2 separate regions of the Sus scrofa genome follow, and region 2 is linked to region 1. Evidence: chromatin contacts called from public HiChIP or PLAC-seq data. All regions are on one chromosome and are shown on one strand. The core of a region is the stretch at or near the end of the contact, and the rest is flanking DNA. Distances in the headings are between cores, read along the strand shown. Region 1 holds the start of PPP1R15A (protein phosphatase 1 regulatory subunit 15A). Region 2 holds the start of SCAF1 (splicing factor, arginine/serine-rich 19).

Region 1 (2,700 bases), core at 85-2,584:
TTCCGGGCTCTCTAGGGACGCGGGTTGCTGCTTCCCCACCACGCTCATCATCTGAAAGTCCCCAGGTTTCCAAAAGCAAACACTTGGCTTCCAGGTCAGGGTAGCTCCCCCAGGATGCTTCTTCATCCTCCTCAGTTGCTCTCCTCTCTCCAGGCTCTTCTTGTGGCTGGGTGGCCAGAGAAGCCTTTGTGTCTCCCTCCAGGCCAGGTTCTCCCGCGTCTGCCCTGGTTACTGCCTCCACTAGCCAGGGCTCTGGAGGGCCTGGGCCCCTCAGGTGGCTCCAGGCCCGGCTGAGAAGGCCCATCAGCGGGGACAGGAGAAAGGAGTGGGTAGCCCTCCAGGGGGCAGGCTGGTGGGGCACTTGGCCTGGGGCCATCTTTGTCTGCTGGGGAAAAGGGAGAAAAAAAAGGAAACGAGTTTAGAAGCCATGGAGGGAATAGCATCAGAGAGTGACCTTGAGTCATAGCAACACAAATAGTAACACGAATAGTAACACAAACAGCAACCAGAGAGGCCCCGCCCCACATTCCTTTCTCATCCCAGCCACACCCATCTCTGTCCCTAGTTTCCCAGCCTCTCTCAACACCCAAGAGTCTGGATCATCACTCATTCCTTCCTTAGCCCAAAGGGCTCCCAGCCCCATTTCCTCTCTGACCCATTAAATTCTAGTCCCAGGAAGCAAGAACACAGGTCCTCTGCTTGCTTCCTCTGGGGACAAAGTCCTTGTCCCTTGCCTCTCTCATCCTCCTGAGGATTGAAAAATTAGGCGCCCACCATTCTCCTCCTTCCAAGACATAAAACTTCCGATCCCTAGATGGTGCCTTCTGGCTCCCAGACTCTTCCTCTGTCCGGCTCAGGACTCTAAGCTCCCAATTCCTTCTCCTGCCTAAGTCCGAGCCCTCGGGTCCGGCCTCGTCCCACCTCTCCAGAAAAAGGAGTTCAGGTTCCCAGGAGTCCTTAGGGCACAGGAGTCCGAGCTCCGAACACCCCTATCTCGGAACTCAGAAGTTCGAGCTCCCTCCTCGTTATTGACCAGGATTCTAGTCCTCCGCCCCCAAACCCCTAGGAACCTAGATGTTCCGACCCCCTCAACTCACCAGCTCGGGATTGCGCGTCACCCTGGGGGCAGGAGCGTCGGCTGGGGCTGCCACAAGCGATCGCAGTTCCGGACAGCTCGGGAGTCCAGAGCGTTCATTTCGCCCTCCGGCGTCGGGCTCGGGGACTCAAATTGTCACCGGCTGCTGCAAGCGTTGTCACGACGAATGGGCGCAAGGTCACACGGAGAAACAAATACAAACACACCGGCTAGCCACTTAGGACGTAAGGGTTGACGCGGTCCTCAGCGCTTTTATACACAAACGCAGCCGGACGTGGTGACGTCAGGAGAGGAGGCGGGGTTTCGAATCGTAATCGTGATGGACGAAACGGAAAACAAGGTTGGACTTCTCGCGGAGATTCCGGACTTTATGACGTCACGGCGGTATTTCTGAGCGTGGCCACGCCCTGAAGCAGGCGAGCTGCCAATCAAACTCATGAACTGGTTAGGTTTTGAGCGCGCGAGCTCAACCTCTGTTCCAGGCAAACGCCGTTACTCCCCGCCCCCAATTTAGCCAGCCGGCCCCAGGCTAGAGTCTTCCACCCTCCAGTCCAGTCGGCTTCCTATCCGGTGTGGGAAGGTATCATTATTTCCATTTCACAGATGGGGAAACTGAGTCTTGGGCATGAAATCACTTGCCCAAGGGTGGGCACAGCGGAGTCTATATTCATTGCAAAAGAGAAAGAGAATGTGTAAGGCCCCTGAAGGCAGGCGCTTTTCTTTGCTCACTGCCTGCGTGACACATAGTAGGTGCTCAACAAATACGCGGTGAGAAATACTGGACCAAAACCTCAGATCCCGTGCCTATCTCAGGCACAAGGCGCCACTCCTAGGCTCCACCTACTTCAAATTTATACAGAACCTCCGCTTACACAAATTGAAATTCTAGCTGGGTATCACCAACATCAAGGGAGTGGGGGGGCGGTCTTTTGCCCCAAATTCCAGGCCTAAGGACATGGTTTCAGTCCCTGGCACCCCACCACCAACCTGGTCTGCAATCCTGTACCTCAAAATACGCCCAGGACCCAGGCCTCCCTCCTGAGAGGGCATCATCCTCAGTCTAGACCGGAGTTCTCACCTGGATCTGAGGTGGAGATTGCCACTGGCCACTTGACCCTGCTCTTGCCAGAACCCAGCAATCTGGGGGCCGCCCTCTCTTCTCTGGAGGACTTGGACCCATCCACTGCAAGCCACACCTCCAGACCCCAGCTCCATTCTCAAGTCCTGACTCCTGGCTCACATTTTGTCAGGTACCCAGTAGTCTGAGCCCCTACCCCTCCCTTCCATTCCCAAGGCGCCAATCACCCAGGCTTCCGATCACAACCTGCCCCCTCAGGTCCTGGAGTCCAGGCCCAGCTCCTCTTCTCCAAACATGTAGGAATCCCAGCTTCAGCCTTGATGGGACCCGGTCCAGCAGGGACCTAAGAGCGTGTGGGTGGATGGGTGGGGTGGAGGTGGGAGGGTGGCCCCCAGCCCCCAGCCCCCAGCCCCCAGCCCCTCCCTTCAGCTGTGGGGGCAGCTGAGCCAGAGGTCAGGCTGTGGTGGGGAGGCCAAGAGGGGCGGGGTCAGCGGGGATTGGGAGCCGGGACAGCAGCGTGGGCGGC
Region 2 (2,700 bases), core at 68-2,567, 510 kb before region 1:
GGAGGGCAGGCTTCAGTCTCGGTCCAGGTCCTGTGGACGCCCCTAGTCCTCTAGGAGACGCCCGGTCCATGCCCCCCGGCACCCCAGACCCGTCCCGGGGCCTCGAGAAGGCCCCCCGCTCGGCGCCAGGCTCCGCCGCCGCTACCGGGCCCAAGGCCGACCCGCTAAGCCCTCCAGGCCCCGCGGCGTGTCGGGAGGACCCCGGGACAAGTAGCGACCCGACTCCGCCCCGCCCACCCCGATAGGCCCGAGCCCCGCCGCTCGGACCGCCGCCGCCATCTTACCCCGCCGCTCGGGCTGCGGCTCCGGCCCCGGCGCGGGGCGGGGCGGGCTGGGGCGGGGCTCGCGAGCAAAGGGAGGAGAAAGGAGGAGCTAAAACGCCGCCGAGCTTGCCGGGACTTCAAGTACCGAGCACCGTGCCGTGAAGGCTGGTGGGAAGGCTTCGGACTCAGTTTCCCAGCAGTCAACGGGGCAGATGGGCCGGGTGCGCGCGACGTACGCCGGGAGACGTAGTCCGCGCGTCGCCTCCGCCGCGCGGGGACTGCGAGGGGATGAGGGGTGAAGTGGGCGGGGTTGCGGTAGCGCGCGATTAAGCCCCATAGTGCCCTGCACGCGCGCGGAAAGAGCAGCGGAAAAGGAAGTGCCGTAAAGAGCGCTCAGCCTGACAGGTGCAAGGGAGTTGTAGTTCCGCGGAGTGAGCCGTGGGGGGGGGGGAAGCAGGACTGGCTGGAAGTTGCCCCGCCCACATTCTGGGGATCCCAGAATCCTGATGCCCAAGTTCTCTCTAAATTTAGAACCAAGAAGCCCGGCCCTACAGCTTCCTCCTCATTTACAACAGAAAAATCCAAATCCGATTCCTCTCAGAGCCGAGGGGTCCGGACTCACATTTCCCTCAGAAGTCCGAGCCCTCCTTCCTCTTAGATCCAGGAGTCGGGCCTTCATGCCTCCCTCAGACCATTCCTGGTCTCAAACGCCTTACGCGAACACAGGGGTTCGGGTACCCCATTCCAATTCCCTCGGATCCAGAATATTGGGTCCCCCCGCTCCTTCAGCCCTCGGACCGATGAGTCCGGGCCCTCAGCAATCTAGAAGCAAGGACCTCCAGAACTCCTCCTTCCAGGACCCAGGAGTCCAAACCTCCAGTCACAATCTCTCCTTGCGACCCAGGGGTCTGGGTCCTGGGCTTTCTCCTCCTTCAAGACTCGGAAATCCTGACCCTAGACCCTTCATAACCCAGGCGTCCCCGCTTGGGCGAGCTGGCTCATGAATTAGGAATGCAGTGATCTCACGGCCCCTCCCTTCCCGGTTACCCGCTGGCCCCCCTCCAGGGCCCCATCTCCCCTCCCAGTCTGTCTTCCGCTAGGCTGGGACAGCGGGAACCGGAAGCCTGGGTCCCGTAGCGGGCGGAGCCTCCATCACCCAACCCAGATGCCAGAGTCGGGAGCTTGGCTTGGGTCCCAGGACAGAGGTTAATTTCCCCTCAGGACTCGCTCCTTCCTCAGAGCGCGCCTATATACGGCCGCGTGCGCAAGACTCAAGCCCCGCCTACTAGAACAAGGCCTCGGGGACGGTACCCTGAGAAGCTAGCTGCAACACAGGGTTTCTCATTTACATAGTCCCACCCCGAACGATTTTCCGGACCCGTCTACGAAGAGAATAAGAACTCTTATTAGCATGGCTCCGCCCCCCCGGCCCGCCAGCCGAGAGCGCGTGGCGCTGCTCGGGGTGAGCACAGTTCTCTCATTAGCATGTTCCCGCCCCATTCGGAATTCCCCTTCTCAGCGACAGCCGTACTCCTATCCGTATTAGCATAGCTCCTCCTTTTCCCAGGTCTTGCCTGCCTCTAAGTGTCCCAAGTAAGGAGCCCTTCTTGCTGGAGCTCATGTTTATGCAGTACCCTTATTAACGTGGTCCGCCCCTAGGCCCCGCCCGGTCCCCCCCCCCGCCCCAGGCGGTAGCGGCGGCAGCGGCAGCGACATGAGCAGCGGGGCGGCGTCCGGGACAGGGCGGGGGCGGCCCCGGGGCGGGGGGCCGGGACCCGGGGACCCCCCACCCAGCGAGACACACAAGCTGGTGGTCGTGGGCGGCGGCGGCGTGGGCAAGAGCGCGCTGACCATCCAGTTCATCCAGGTAGTGGACCTTCACCCCGGGGGGTGCCCCCGGGACCCACCCAGACCTGAGCCCTTGGCGGGATCCCCAAGACTCCGGCTTCCCCTCCATCCATCACTGAGACCCTCTTATGAGGCTTTCTAATCTTAAAAATGTCCCCTCAGATGTGACCCTGAGCCCCTCAGGGCCTCCACCCCCTACATGAGGGACCTTCCTCCTGTCCTTGTATCCTGAGACCCACCACCCCTACCCCAAGTATCCAAAGCCCCGCTCCTCTGCTGACCTGACCCTGGATGCCTCCTGGGAGCACCCTAAATCCAGAAGAGTCAACCCATTTAGACCCTAAGCATTCTCATGGGCCCCCACCCCGCTCGGGGCCACCTCCTCGCACCCTGAGCCCTACCTCTCCCAAATCCCTGACCTCAGCTTCCCCTCTGAGCCGCTCAGTAACTGGGAGAATGCCCTTGACATTACCCCAACCTGGCTGTTTAGCCCCTTCAGAGACCTCCACCAGAAAGTAGAAATTATGCCCAGACTTGGCCCCTGAGATCCATCTAGGACTCCATCCCACCCCTGTCCTCAGGGAGACCC

The links. HiChIP or PLAC-seq counts read pairs in DNA pulled down with a chosen protein or histone mark.
Region 2: an H3K27ac HiChIP or PLAC-seq map of alveolar macrophages shows a contact between it and region 1. The contact joins the promoter of SCAF1 here to the promoter of PPP1R15A in region 1. A contact is called at or near these places in 1 of 5 promoter capture datasets (liver), 1 of 47 Hi-C or Micro-C datasets (heart right ventricle) and 1 of 2 datasets of contacts at active chromatin or transcription factors (alveolar macrophages).

What each region holds. Positions count from the first base shown.
Region 1 is chr6:54,170,672-54,173,371 of Sscrofa11.1, reverse strand. PPP1R15A (protein phosphatase 1 regulatory subunit 15A) reads right to left here and starts at 1,334. Exons shown (of 3, transcript XM_005664689.3): 1 at 1,098-1,334; 2 at 1-385. The coding sequence starts at 376.
Region 2 is chr6:54,683,954-54,686,653 of Sscrofa11.1, reverse strand. SCAF1 (splicing factor, arginine/serine-rich 19) reads right to left here and starts at 1,317. Exons shown (of 12, transcript XM_003127346.5): 1 at 886-1,317. The coding sequence starts at 942. It overlaps RRAS (ras-related protein R-Ras), which reads left to right and starts at 1,940. Exons shown (of 6, transcript XM_003355998.3): 1 at 1,940-2,130. The coding sequence starts at 1,978.